Regions from separate parts of the Mus musculus genome. Here all the other regions are linked to region 1. Evidence: chromatin contacts called from public Hi-C, HiCAR-type and promoter capture Hi-C data. All regions are on one chromosome and are shown on one strand. The core of a region is the stretch at or near the end of the contact, and the rest is flanking DNA. Distances in the headings are between cores, read along the strand shown.

Region 1 (2,573 bases), core at 52-2,551:
CCTCAAGAAATGCCATGAAATGAAAATATATCAGTCTAATGAAGACCTGTGAATTTTGGCAGTGTGAATTGAAGATCTGAAGTTACATCTTGCTGTCTGATCCTGTCCAGCCTTTTATAATGGAATCCCTTTCTGGCCTTTAATTGGAACATATTTTTATTTACCCTTTAAAGTGTTTGGTCTCTTTATTGTGACTGAATGGAGTAACACTGTAGTAAAATCCCTCCTGCAAATGTGTGCCGACAAGCCACCACTTCCCTATGATTTACCAACACGCTTCAGATTTCTGTTGGTGCTTTTTTCATGTGTGAGTGAGAAATCAAATCGAGTATCTTTATCAGCAAAGTATCCGCTTAAGAAACCAGCAAAGAGACAGCCAGGGACATCTGCTCTTCAGCTCGCTTCTACTAACCCTGGAATCTGAGTCTTAAAGACACCACACTGAGAATCTTGTGTGTGTGCTATAGTTACACACAAAGTGTTCTAGTTGGTATACATCTGCTTTTTATTTATTTCTTTGGTTTTTCTAGACAGGGTTTCTCTGTGTAGCCAAAGGATGTCCTGGAGCTCCCTCTGTAGACCATGATGGCCTTGAACTCAGAAATCCATCTGCCTCTGCCTCCCGGGTGCTGGGATTAAAGGTGTGTGTCACCACTGCCCGGCATTCATCTGCTTTTTATTAACCAGTGAGTATGTATGTTAAGATTGATATGCTTTTTCCTCCCAGTAGACTTGAAGCATCGTTTTTCTACATTGTGAGAGATTTTTAAACAACTTTCCAAGAGTTTTGATTTTTAAAGGACCCTCTGATCCCCAAACATTTTACCCTGGGCAATGCAGTCTCCATTTCCTCACAAGCAAATCTAGAATGTGTTTTTATTTCCCACTGAGGTGCCAGTTACCCTTTTTCTCGTGGGAGCAGCATTCGGTGGAGCTCTTTGTCTTCCAGCACACAAACCAGAAACACACATTCTTCCTGTCATTAAAGTAGAAAACACGGTCTATGAGTTACATATGGCCAGGTTTTAAAAAGCCTAGCCTTGCAGCCTCACTCATGTTCTCTGAATCCGCTTGCAGTCATCAACCCTGGAGCTGTCTGTGCTTCACCCGCAGCTCTGGGTTTCCTCCACGGGTGGGTCCTTGCAGGAGGGTCGCCGGGTGTGGAGCGGGCGCTGCGTGCCCCGGTTAACAGGATGACGGAAGCGCGCCGCGGGACATTTCTCGCGGCGGACCGGAAGCTCTTAGGTTCTCCCCCCTCCCCCCACGGAAGGCGTATCCTCGCTCGGAGGCGGGGTGGGGGCGTGGCTTGGAGGGGGCGTGACTGCGGGCCGGCGCGCATGCGCTGTCTGGCCGCGCGGAGCTGAGGGACCATGGCTGCCACGTTCTTTGGCGAGGTGGTGAAGGCGCCGTGCAGAGCTGGGACTGAGGAGGAAGAAGAGGAGGAGGAGCAGAGCAGGCGGGACACGCCGGAGGACCGGGAGGTCCGGCGGCAGCTGGCGCGGAAGAGGTCAGGCTCCCGGAAGGCTGCGAGCGTCAGGCGGTGTCGGCCTGCAGGGTGCCCTGCGTTCACGCTGGGACGTCGGCAGCCCAGCGATGCTCGCCCTCCACCGTGCACTTTAGGTCACGCCGCATGTCGGCCGTATTTCTTTCAAAACTACTTTCAGACACAGAAGTCAGGTCACGCCAGCCCCTTCCTTGGTCAAGGTTTTACCACATTCATTTCCTCTCCCACCACCCCTACGAGTTTCCGATTAGGACTCCCCACACGTCTTCCTAAGCATGCTGTCTCAATTATTTGTACTCTAGAGCAAACCCACACATAAAATATGCACATAATTAAACTTTGTTGATTCTCCTATTTTTTCAGTACCTCCATTCTGAGCTTTTAGGCGGGTTCTCGGATCAGAACTTGGGTCGTCATGTTTGTGTTGGCAACTTAGCACCTTCCCTACCCCACGTTTGCTAATAACACGTTTTCAGTATCATACCAGTCCACAGTCAAATTCACCTAGATTTTTAAAATACACTTCCCGGTGATTGTGTCAACGACAGACACTTTTGGCAGTTCGTTTCATTTGACAGCTCCCTCTCACTTCTCACACTCTTCCCGAGAGCCCTGATTTGTCTGATGGTCAGTCTTAGCTTACTTTTGCCACAGCTAAATGCTTGAACGTTTGTTTGAAGTCTTGGTCACATTCAGCATTTTGCGGGCTGGAGTGTTGGAGATGCTTTTAGTGTCTTTTTACATTGTGTCTGGCTTGTGGGTGCTGGCATTGTGTGTGTCAGGCTAGTATGAAGTTTGTTAGTAGTTTTACTCATAAAAAGAAAGTGTTTTATCCATTTGCAAGGGCACCAAGGACACTGATTATTTTATCTAACACCATCTATCCATCCAACTATCCACTCATCTCTGTCTTCTATCACCTACCTATTTATCCATCCATGTATATGTAAATATAGCACCTTTCTACTACCCATATAAATATCTATAAGTAACATGTCTACCATCGATCTCATCTGTCTTCCATCTATTTATACATCCAGCTCTATATAGCACCTATCACTTAATCTCT
Region 2 (2,573 bases), core at 21-2,520, 2.0 Mb before region 1:
TCTCAAATCCCTCTTTACAAGACCACTTCTTGCTTAACTGCCATACAGTTCAAATACAAATACATTAAAAACAAACAAACAAATAAACAAACCAAAAAAAAAAAAAACCCTTGAATGATTGCAGAAGAGAACTTTCAGTGTGAAATTCTAAAGGGCATAGTCTTGAAATGAAAAAAAAAACTAAATACTCAGAGTTATTCATTTGGAGTCTGTCCCCCCCCCCAATGGATCTACCTATTGCAAGATTCCTTTCTCCACATATCCCTCACACACTTCATAATGCTGTTTCACCTTGATTCACGTAGTTAAAACCCACCTTCAGAAGCATACTTGAAAACCACACACTTCTTGAAACATAGAACACCTAATTTAAGATCTAGGCTTTTGTTTTGTTTTTGTTTTTGTTTTTGGAGACAGGGTTTCTCTGTAGTCCTGGAACTCACTCTGTAGACCAGGCTGGCCCTCGAACTCAGAAATCTGCCTGACTCTTCCTCCCAAGTGCTGGGATTAAAGGCGTGCGCCACCATTGCCCGGCGGATCTAGGCATTTTTAAAGTCTGTTACAGAAATTTCACTTGTTGAGACTGTCTGCTGCTATGTTCCAGGCTCTAGAAAACTTCCGTGGCCTAGAGACCCTTTCTTCACAGCTGGAATTTGTAGTTTGGCATTTGTTACCCAGCTGCCTGGTTTTGGCGTACAGTCATCTGACAAATGGCATTGTAATTTTCATGCAAAGAGGCTAAAAGAGAACTGGTGTTGCAGGGAAAAAGGTTAATCGTTCTTTGTCTTTTGTTTTGAAATGAGCCAGGGCCTCACTCTGTAGTTCAGAATAGTTAACGGGAAATCTGCCTCAGTGTCCTGGATGATGGGATTCCTTGCATGCACCACCCTTCCCAGCTTCAACACCATTTTAAAAGGGTAAGGTTTGGATATGTGTTTGAAAAAGCCACAGAGCGAATAAGGGGAACCTGGGAACCCAACTTGTTCACTGCCGCTTTCTCCAGGAGGAAGAAATGGAGATGAGCTATTTTCCCGATAGCTCCACATTCCGCATTCAGGGGCTTTCCGCGACCACATGCGTACCCTGGGGGCGTCCCTACGCTCTGCTGCTCGTGCCCGCGCCTCACCGGAGAGGCACCAACGCGCCGGACCCAACGCGGCCGCGCTCCCGCAGGCCCGCCCTCGGCCCGCCCCCAGCCGCCCGGCACCCAATCCCAGCGCCACGCACGTGACGAGCGCTGCTTGCGATGACCTCATCCCTGGTGTGGGATGACGTCAAATTCAAGATGGATGGAATCACAGCGGCAGTGGAGGCTGCGGGTTGCGCGAGCCGAGTGTGAGCGGAAAGGGGCTTGGCGCCTGCCCCAGGGCTGAAGAGCGGTGAGTAACCGTCACGCTCCGCGCCCTAGGAGGACGTCGGGCCCGGTCGGGGACTACGGCCTCTCCGCAAAACGCGGCCTTTCCTGACGTAACTCTGAGGTGATTTCTCTTCTTTTTTTCCTCCACCAGTGGGTTGCGGGCGTCGGGCCCTTTTACGCGTGCGCGGGGCCGCGGTCCTCACCGAGCATGCCCAGACTCCCACGTAGTCGAGCGTGTCCAAGCACTGCGCATGCTCTCTGCCCGCATTTGGCCTCGCCCTCGCTCCTACGCATGCTCAGCCTCCAGGCCGCTGAGCTGCTCACCCTGGCCCGGGCGGCCTGAGTAGCCGCGGTGTGCGTCTGGGGTGCTGGCCACAGCATAGCCGTTGAGACGCCGCTGCGGGTTAGGGCGCGCTCTCTGGGGCGGGCGGGCGGCGCGCGCTCGCGCGGGGCTGGGAAACTGGCGGGCGGTGGCGGCGGCGGCGGCACCCACACCTGCAGCGGCTGGAACGTGACAGCCTGGCAGCCAGCACCTCTGGGGCCACCTCGTTTGCCCATGCACACCCTATCGGACCCCTCACCCCCACCCTCGGGCCCAAGGCTTTTCTTAGGAGAAAGACCCTCTTTCGGGGACATAGCACGGAAGACCTCCCTGCAGCTCACATCTTGGCCGGGGTCTCCCCCATCTCCCTGGCTTGGTTATTTGGAGCACCTTTGAGTGCTTCCTCTGCAGAGACTGCACCTTGTAATCAAAGAACCATGCACATATGTGCCCCCGAGGCTCTGGGTTCTGGAGAACCGCACACTACAGAACGTGTACAGAGAGCCTTAAACAGGTACTCCCTAAGGTTGCCCGACACAGGGGTGGTGTTGGGGGACACTGAGCCGCCCTTTGAAGCTTGGCATTTTTTTGTGTGTTGCATGAACTCCAATCGCTTCTACATCTTTGGACATCTATCTGTGTTACAGCATAGTCTGGTGATTGTTCATCAGCATGACCCTGAGTCATAAGTTCCTGGGTTTGTTTCATGGTCCTCCCACCTTGTTTCAGAGGCTGAAAGTAGGTTAATCCATGTTAGTGTTTCCACTGAAAACCTTCCTCCACTTCTAGTGATTAATCATTACCCTTAACCTTACCCCTAAATATTGACGTTAAAGTAGAAATTTGGCTTACGTAAAAATGACTCTTTAATTCAGCCGATGCACTTAACAGCAT
Region 3 (2,573 bases), core at 33-2,532, 1.6 Mb after region 1:
AAAGCCAGAACTCATTTGAAATAAATATCTAATGTGTTCTTTTTGTTAGTGGGTTCATATGTGTGTGTGGAGTCCAGCAGTCAACTCTGGTTGTCTTCTTCAATCATGTTCCACCACCATTTGAGACAGAACGGTCTCTCACCAAACCTGGACCTTGTAGACCCAGCTGAACTGGCTAACCAGTGAAGTGCTGTCTCTGCCCCCCATCCCCAAGTGGCAGTGCTATAGGCATGTGCCACTATGTCTGGCTTTCCGACAGGTGCTGGGGAGCAGACTCAGGTCCTTAAGGCTTATGCAAGAACCACCTTAACAATTTTACGGTTGACTTTGGCTGTCAACCTGACTGGATCTGGGCTCAACTTGGAGACAAGCCATTAGGGATACTCATAAAAGACTTTGTTGATCAGATTATGTAAAGTGAGAAGACCCGTTGTAAACATGGGCATCCCCTTCCCATGGCAGCCAAAAATAAATAAATAAATAAATAAATAAATAAATAAATAAATAGATGAAAAGAACCCAGGAAAAAGCTGTTATTTTTGTTTGCTTGTTTGTTTTTTCTGCTTGCTTCCTGCCAAACTGGCAACTTGTAGTATCTCACTGTCGCCACCAATGCTAATACTAGTGCTGTTCACTAACATGAGAACACAGCTTCTTCAGCAATCCTACAGGCCTTCAGGTGTAGACAGAGTACTGAGGCCCTCAGCCCTGTGGACTGAGCACTACTGGGCTCTTAGCCTCCCCAGTGTGCGGACAGATGTTGGGTATCCAGACTGTGTCATGTGACTCGCTGTAATAAACCCTGTGGCATTTGTTCTTTCCATAGGTTCTGCTCCTCTAGGGAACTGTGTATTCCACTGAGCGTCTTCCTAGCCCTCAATGTTGTCTGTTCTTTTTTTTTTTAATTAAAAAAAAAAAGATTCATTTATTTTATGTATATGAATATATGTCTATGCATACATTCATGCTGCACATGTCTGTGCACTATCTGAGTACCTAGTGCCTGACCATAGTCAGAGAAAGATGTGGTCCCCTGGAACTGAATTCACTGTAGAGAGCTGGGAACCAAATCTGAGTGCTCCCCAAGAACAAGAAGTGCTCTTGACTTGCTCATGGCCCCCTCCATGCTTTCCTGAAACTGTCACAAAGTCCCCAGGGTGGCAGAATGGGGACCCAAAGAAAAGTCTCTGTCACCATGAGTAATCCCCTAGAAGAGCTCTGGGCTCCAGCTGTGTATTCTCTCTCAGTGCTTCCTGGTCTGCGATATGAGCTTTTATACACACTTCTGATGTCATCACCACCTACAGCTCTCAGCACACCTAAGCCAACACTGGCCACTTGCTTTATGGCCCTTCAGAATCTCGAGCAGACAGACAGGTCTTTTACCTTATCACCAACCCAAGTCAGGCATTTCACTGGAGTGGTGAAACAGTGACTAAAGTATGTTGCTACTTTTTATATTAAATATTACTATAAGCATCACCATGTAGAAGAACTACAATAAAACCAACTGAAGCTTGCACAAACTTTCAAGCAGAGGTTTGGATGGCAACAACGAGTAAAAGACTACTCACTTGGAGGTGGCAGAAATTCAGGATGACAGTCACAATCGTCCCCCTTCAAAGCCTCATCTGCCACCTGCCCGTGAAAATAAAACTAGTGAGGTTTTTAAAGTCAATACAGCCAAGGAATCAGCAATCACACAGAATTTAACTAGAATATGATAGGATTCACTCAAGACCTACAAACACAGCTAGTCATGACTCCTAACTGTACAAACAAGCAAGCATAATGATAACAACAATGAGGACCCAAGAGAAATGGCAAATTCTAGAACGACAATCCTCTGTCTGACACTTGGCATGGTGCCTGATGTAGAGGTTGTTGAATAATACCTAGGTGCTTCTCCAGCACACAGTTATACACATTAGAGGTGTGTATAACTGGAATGAAACTTTCTGGGCATTTTCTGTATTATCTACAAAATGAGTATTTATATAGGATTTAAAAAAATTCCCTTTTCTACCTATCACCACCCAACATCAACTACCCGCCCCCATTTCCTTCCAAATGTGGAAGTCAAACATACATATATTCAGCTTTGTATACTACAAGTCTGAGAACGCTCAGACACATGTATCTGAGACATCTGATCAAAGTCAGGCTAGAGGCCTTATGATACTTGGAAAAACCCCAAAACATTAAACATAAGATATGTGCTGAGCACAGCACTTAGCTAAGGGCTAATCATAGCTGCCAAGGGCAACAAAATGACAGAAATATCTTGGGCCCCCAACAACAGCAGTTGGGTGGTGGTTGGCAGAACACCAAGTAACCATTACCCCACAGACAAGCGATCAGGGAAGGAAAACCTGCATCACTGAGGAGGAGCAGTAGAGACCTAGCTACTAGACTATACTGCTGCTTGTCCCCAAGAGACTGGCTGAGAGACAGAAACAGAGGACATACAGACAGAAGTAAGTGGCTAATAGTATTTAGAAAATTATTTTTAAAACAAATTAACTGTGACTTCAAAGTAAATCCTGTAAAATTTAAACATTAACTTTTTTTAT
Region 4 (2,573 bases), core at 49-2,548, 1.4 Mb after region 1:
AGGCTCAGTCTGCTCATCTGTAAAATGGGCAGCATTTCCAACTGGGAGGTTATTCGAGGTAATATATAAAAGGCCTTGCACTAATCTATGAGTGTGCAAACAGTTACAAGGAATATTTTCTTGGGATTTGGCAGAACTCAAGAAGCAAACGATGCTGCACCTCGACGACAGGAGTCACATAATCTAGGGCTGGGCAAAGACAAGACAAGTCATTGGAGTCACTGACTCACGAATTTTGCCATTTTTAACTATTTCGGGGTAGGGAGGGGCCTCTAGCTTAGTGCTGATATTCAGCAGCTCTGGGGCCTCTGGAGCCTGAGTGGGTCTGAGCCTATAAATAGATGTTGAAGTTTTGAGGCGATACACAGGTCTCCATTCTAATTCCAGTCTCCTCCCGCTGCTATGCAGGTCACCCCGGCCCCTCCGGTGCCCTGGGTGGCCCGCGCTCGCGGCCCGACTTCCGAGCACACCAGGTCCCCAGGCCCGAGCGCGGGCCCACTGGGCCTCGCAGGCAGCAGGCTGCCGACCTTCGCCGGCCCGGCCCGGCCGGGCCTTGCGTCCTCGCCTCCCGGCCGCCAGCCCCATTTTCTGATCCCGTGCATTGTCCTTGCCCAGAACCCCGGCGCTCCGCACGCCGGTGGGGACCGAGAGGAGGGACGAGGGAGGAGCTGGGGGCAGAGGATGAGGAGGAAGAGGAGGAGGAGGAGGAGAACAGCCTCCTCCCCTGCGCCCGGGCAGCCAGTGGAGGTCTGGCGCCGGCCCGGCCCGAGGCAGCGGGTCCCACCCGCCGCAACTTTCCTCGGGGACGAGGCCTTCTTCCCCGGGCCCCGGGCCGCCCGCCCGCCCGCCCGCTCGCTCCTAAGATGGCAGGTCCCTCCCTCCCTCCGCTTGAGGCCTGGCGAGCCCGGCTCGCAGGCCCCGAGAAGCCGCGCGCTGGGCCGCGCCGCGCCGGGCGGGGCGGACACTCACCGGGACGATGGCGGGGCGCTCGCGCCGCTCCCTCCGGTGAGTCTCAGCCTCGAGCTCCCGCGCCGCGCTCCCGCCGCGGCCTCCGCAGCCAGCGCCGCCCCGGCCGCCTCTCTCCGCCCCCGGCGTCCCGGCTCCGCGCCGCAGCCGCGCTGGCTCAGGGTCCGTCGGGCTGGCGGGGCCGGCGGCGCCCGCGGCCGGGGAGGCAGGCGACAGCCCCTCCCCGGCAAATACCGCAGTCCCCGGGCCCCCGAGTGTCGGCGGCGGGGCCCGGCCCGGCCCGGTGCGGAGGGCGGCGGCGGCGGCGAGGCCGGGCGCCGAGTGGCGGCCGCTGCCGGCCGCTTCTTCCCGACGAGGATTTTTGTAAATCTCACAAAATGGCGCGCGCTCCGAAGCTGCGCAGCGAGCAGCGCCGGGGCCCGAGCGGCGGCGGCGGCGGCGGCGGCTCCGCCAGGAGAGCCCGGACCGCCCGCCCCCGATCCCGCACAGACACTCGCGCACACTCACCGCGCGCACACTCGCCCTCGCACACGCTCCCTCACACTCACACCGGTCCCGCCCGCTCGCCGGCGGCGGCGGCGGCGGCAGCGGCAGCGGCACCAACAGCAGCAGCAGGAACAGCAGCACAAGCGGCGGCGGCGGTGGCGCCCGCACCCCCGCTCGGGGAGTCCGCTTTCTCAGCCCGACCTGGGCCGCGATCGGCAGCAGCGACGGCAGCAGTCTCCCCGGATCCCCCCGCCGCGGTTGCCGCCGCCACCCCCGCCTCACTCCAATGGGGCTTTTTATTATTATTCGGGCGGGAAGCGAAAGGGTTTAAAAAAAAACCAACCAACAAAATGGCGACGGACCGACCCGGTCGCTATAGCAACTGTCAATCAAAACGCAAAACCCCGGCTGACGTGCTGACGTCCTCCGCCCGCCCCTCCCGGCCCCAAGCCGGCGGGCGGGGCCTGTTGCTCGGGTAACGGCAGATTCCGTTCCCTCCTTCCCCTCTCTCCTCCGTCCCCCAGCCAACCACCCAACCCCCCTCAGGTCACGTGAAGGATAAATTCGGAGCTCGGGCCCGCTATGAGTGTCAGAGGAGGGCGCGTGATTCGCTCGGGGGAGGGGAGTGGAGGGAAGGGAAGGGAAGGGACGGGGGCGAGGCGGTGGCCTGCCGGTGCGCGAGCGAGCGAGCGAGCGCCTGCCGCCTCGCGGCCGCCTCGCCCCGCCCCCGCGCTCGCTCCCACGCCGACTGCGGCCGGGCCAGCGCGCGCCCCCGTGGCGCAGCGCGCTCCCGCGCCGCGAGCCCGCAGCCCCGCCCGCGCGGCCCGGGAAGGAAGGGAAGCGGAGGGCAAGCCGCCCACCTCGCGGCCCTGGGAGGCCGCCGTCGCGAGCCCCTATCCCGACCGGGCCCGCGCAGGCCTGGACGATCGCTGGCGTCCGGCTCACCTCCGGAATTACGCCCGCGGCTGCAGGCGCGCGGCCGCCACCTTACTCGGACCGTGCCCGCGCGCGGGCCGCGCAGAAACTTTCCAGGCTGGGCACGCTCCCGGGCGCCGGTTCCCCGGCTTCTCCATCGGAATGCCCAGCCAGCGCCAACCCCAGGGCTTTCGGAGGGGGTTGGG
Region 5 (2,573 bases), core at 41-2,540, 1.4 Mb after region 1:
AACTGTGAAAAATCAAAACTGTCTACTCATGATTAGTTTTCAAGAACAGTTAAACTGAAAGGGTAACATTTTTTGAGTCCTGCTCAAGTATGCAAAACTCTAGAAGCCTAGATTCCCACCTGTACCTCCCAGTTTATTTCTGACAGGAAATAAACTTACCTTTCTGGGCTAACCAGGCAGATACTCAATTTTACAATGCTATCTAAAGCTTTTATGCTATTTTTCAGTTTATGAAACAACTTCAAATACAACCCATTTTCATCCTCTCTCAGCCTATGAGGTAAAGAAGCACTTTCCTATAAGGCAAATGACACACCAACTTTCTAAGGAAGTGTTTCCCACACTACTGACAGCTCCATTGGAATCACCCTGAGGGGGCTTGTTAAAAATTCAGATTCTGAGACAGAACCATCAGTCTCCTGAGGGCATAGCCTGAGCCTACTTGCTGAACAAGATCCCTAGGCAATCTTGACACAAGGCCAAACTGGGAATTTATGACAAGAACCCAGAGTCCAAGAGCCTGGGTAATGCTCAGGAAGGTTTTCTGAGCTGGCTCCCAGGAAGAGGACCTCCACTGCAGAGAGACTGAATATGTGTCTAAGTACAAGCAAGGTTGCAACAACTCTTCCTGAGGCAAACACGGAATCAGGTTTGGTTGAGTTGTATATTTCTAATTAACTTCACACATCTTTCATTACATTATCCTTAGCATTTTTAGCCACTACTTGCCAAACTATTTTACTTTGTGTAAAATGCATGACTAAGGTGAGGCTAGAGAGGTGGCTCAGCTGTTGAGAGCACTTGTTTCTCATGCAGAGGAGACTGTTTCAAGTCCCAGAACCCACATGGCAGCTCACAACCATCCATAGTTCCAGTTCCAGGGAATCTAATGCCTTCTCCTGACTTCTACAGGCATCACACACGCGCGCGCGCGCACACACGCACACACACGCACACACACACACACACACACACATTCACGCACACACGTGAAACACTGATACACATGAAATAAATCTTAAAAAAAAAAAAAAGCCCCACCCTCCCAAGAATAGAGAGATGCTGGTTGACTAGTCTGGCCTCTGTGGTCAGACCCTTTCCTGTTGAATTTCCCATCTCTATGCAGGTGCTATGCCCATCTATCTTAATCCCATAACAGAAAGTGAAAGGTACCCTCTAAAGCCTCGGGAAGGGCAGAGTGGACGCAGCCCAGTCCCCGTACTTCCCTATCCAGAGCACCTTCCCCACTCAGGTGAGAGCAAAACACAACAGGAAATGAGTGAACTACCCCAGCAGCCCCTTAAGACTAGCGCCTGCCTTCAGCATCTGTTACAGTGTGTGGCCACTGGCCCTATATTCTACTGTCTAGATGCCAAGTGCAACTAACTTCCTTCACAGGGCACCTCTAAGGCAGTACAAGATTGAGAAGAAAATTCTGGATGCCAAAAACTGATCACAAGATTATAAACCAGGTGTTTATACACAAGAATACTGACAGACCAGGGAGACTTAGAAGCACTGCAAGAAGCAAGAACCATCAGGCACTGCTCTTAACTGTCTGTTCCTTCCCTCTGCCCTCAATGTTATGATATAACCAGATTCTGAAATTATAGACATTTTGGCAGTTTTCTTATAGAAGATAGCAGGTTTAAAAAAATCAGTCTTCTGCTGAGCAGTACTGGTGCACACCTTCAATCTCAGCGCTTGGCAGGCAGAGGCAGGTGGGCTGTTTGAGGCAGCCTGATCTACAGACTGAGTTCCAGGACAATCAGGACTGCACAGAGAAACCCTGTGTTAGGGATAAAAAGTACTCTTGTACTTCTGCCATGCCTGTCCAGCAGCTCCCACCAACTCCTAGGGACACAGTTCTATTTGTACCCAGCTCAAAGCACAGAACTAAGCCAACACGCCAGATGTCAGCAGCCATCCCATGCCTTCGGCCTACAGGGTGGGGCACTGGGCTGTCTTCCACCCTTCCCCCCACCAACCTGTACTATAAAGGAGCAGACGCGGAACTGGTTTACTCCCTGGAAGAGACAGCTATGGCTGAAGGACAAGCTGGAGATGAATGTGTCTCTGAGGAGAATCTCTCAGGTCTCCCGTCAAGTAGCCAGCGCTGTGGCCCACGGTTTAGAAGTTGGATATGTGCACAGCTTGAGCGAGTTCCAATTACAGTCAGTCTTAGAATGTCTGGCCCTTTTTTTCCTTGTACAAAATACAGCCACAGGTTACTGTGGGAATATCTGAGGTGTTTTATGGATTGTAACATGATCCAAAAGGTGGTTTATTTGAAAAACTACACAGCCTGGCTTTTATCTCATAATGTGACGGGTAAGATGGAACTGAGACGCCCATTAAAGTACCCATCATCACTTCTGCTCAGTCCTTACGTGTGTATGAATACTATCAAAATTAAATATATCATTTAATTGATTTTGAGAATTATATTATTATATAGTGCTTTCAATGTACTTACAGCTAAAAGCTGATGCACAAAATAATATTATATAATGAAAACATGAACGAGCCAACACAAACTGTCACCTTTTGTTATGGCAGAGAATGTCCACTGG

The links. Promoter capture Hi-C pulls out the DNA fragments that hold promoters and counts their contacts. Hi-C and Micro-C count contacts between places; a contact is called where the count stands out from the background. HiCAR-type assays count read pairs that join an accessible place to other places.
Region 2: a promoter capture Hi-C map of embryonic stem cells shows a contact between it and region 1, with 4 times the contacts expected there. The contact joins the promoter of Zbtb21 here to the promoter of Psmg1 in region 1. A contact is called at or near these places in 3 of 39 promoter capture datasets (the 3T3-L1 cell line, embryonic stem cells and erythroid cells).
Region 3: a contact with region 1 is called in a HiCAR-type map of astrocytes, with 3 times the contacts expected there. The contact joins the enhancer-like site here to the promoter of Psmg1 in region 1. A contact is called at or near these places in 4 of 39 promoter capture datasets (the 3T3-L1 cell line, the C10 cell line, cranial neural crest and 1 more) and 1 of 115 datasets of contacts at active chromatin or transcription factors (astrocytes).
Region 4: a promoter capture Hi-C map of hippocampal neurons shows a contact between it and region 1, with 2.9 times the contacts expected there. The contact joins the promoter of Dyrk1a here to the promoter of Psmg1 in region 1. A contact is called at or near these places in 4 of 39 promoter capture datasets (the 3T3-L1 cell line, erythroid cells, hippocampal neurons and 1 more) and 2 of 115 datasets of contacts at active chromatin or transcription factors (embryonic forebrain and embryonic stem cells).
Region 5: a Hi-C map of B cells shows a contact between it and region 1, with 6 read pairs. The contact joins the enhancer-like site here to the promoter of Psmg1 in region 1. A contact is called at or near these places in 1 of 39 promoter capture datasets (the 3T3-L1 cell line), 1 of 484 Hi-C or Micro-C datasets (B cells) and 2 of 115 datasets of contacts at active chromatin or transcription factors (embryonic forebrain and embryonic stem cells).

Annotation. Positions count from the first base shown.
Region 1 is chr16:95,989,688-95,992,260 of GRCm38.p6, reverse strand. It overlaps Psmg1 (proteasome (prosome, macropain) assembly chaperone 1), which reads left to right and starts at 1,301. Exons shown (of 7, transcript NM_019537.3): 1 at 1,301-1,507. The coding sequence starts at 1,371. It overlaps Brwd1 (bromodomain and WD repeat domain containing 1), which reads left to right. Exons shown (of 42, transcript NM_145125.3): 42 at 1-169.
Region 2 is chr16:97,961,319-97,963,891 of GRCm38.p6, reverse strand. Zbtb21 (zinc finger and BTB domain containing 21) reads left to right here and starts at 1,270. Exons shown (of 3, transcript NM_175428.4): 1 at 1,270-1,478.
Region 3 is chr16:94,411,125-94,413,697 of GRCm38.p6, reverse strand. Ttc3 (tetratricopeptide repeat domain 3) reads right to left here. Exons shown (of 46, transcript NM_009441.2): 15 at 1,575-1,638. Among named protein-coding and RNA genes, the nearest start is that of Gm23692, 17 kb to the left of the region's middle. Within about 2 kb of position 1,282, at least 12 of the 459 cell types and tissues checked have an H3K27ac peak or open chromatin away from gene starts, as enhancers often do.
Region 4 is chr16:94,568,931-94,571,503 of GRCm38.p6, reverse strand. It overlaps Dyrk1a (dual-specificity tyrosine-(Y)-phosphorylation regulated kinase 1a), which reads right to left and starts at 1,298. Exons shown (of 12, transcript NM_007890.2): 1 at 970-1,298.
Region 5 is chr16:94,587,763-94,590,335 of GRCm38.p6, reverse strand. The region is part of intron 1 of Dyrk1a (dual-specificity tyrosine-(Y)-phosphorylation regulated kinase 1a); the gene reads right to left. Among named protein-coding and RNA genes, the nearest start is that of Dyrk1a, 19 kb to the right of the region's middle. Within about 2 kb of position 1,290, at least 98 of the 459 cell types and tissues checked have an H3K27ac peak or open chromatin away from gene starts, as enhancers often do. A contact at or near this core is called in B cells, where this site is marked.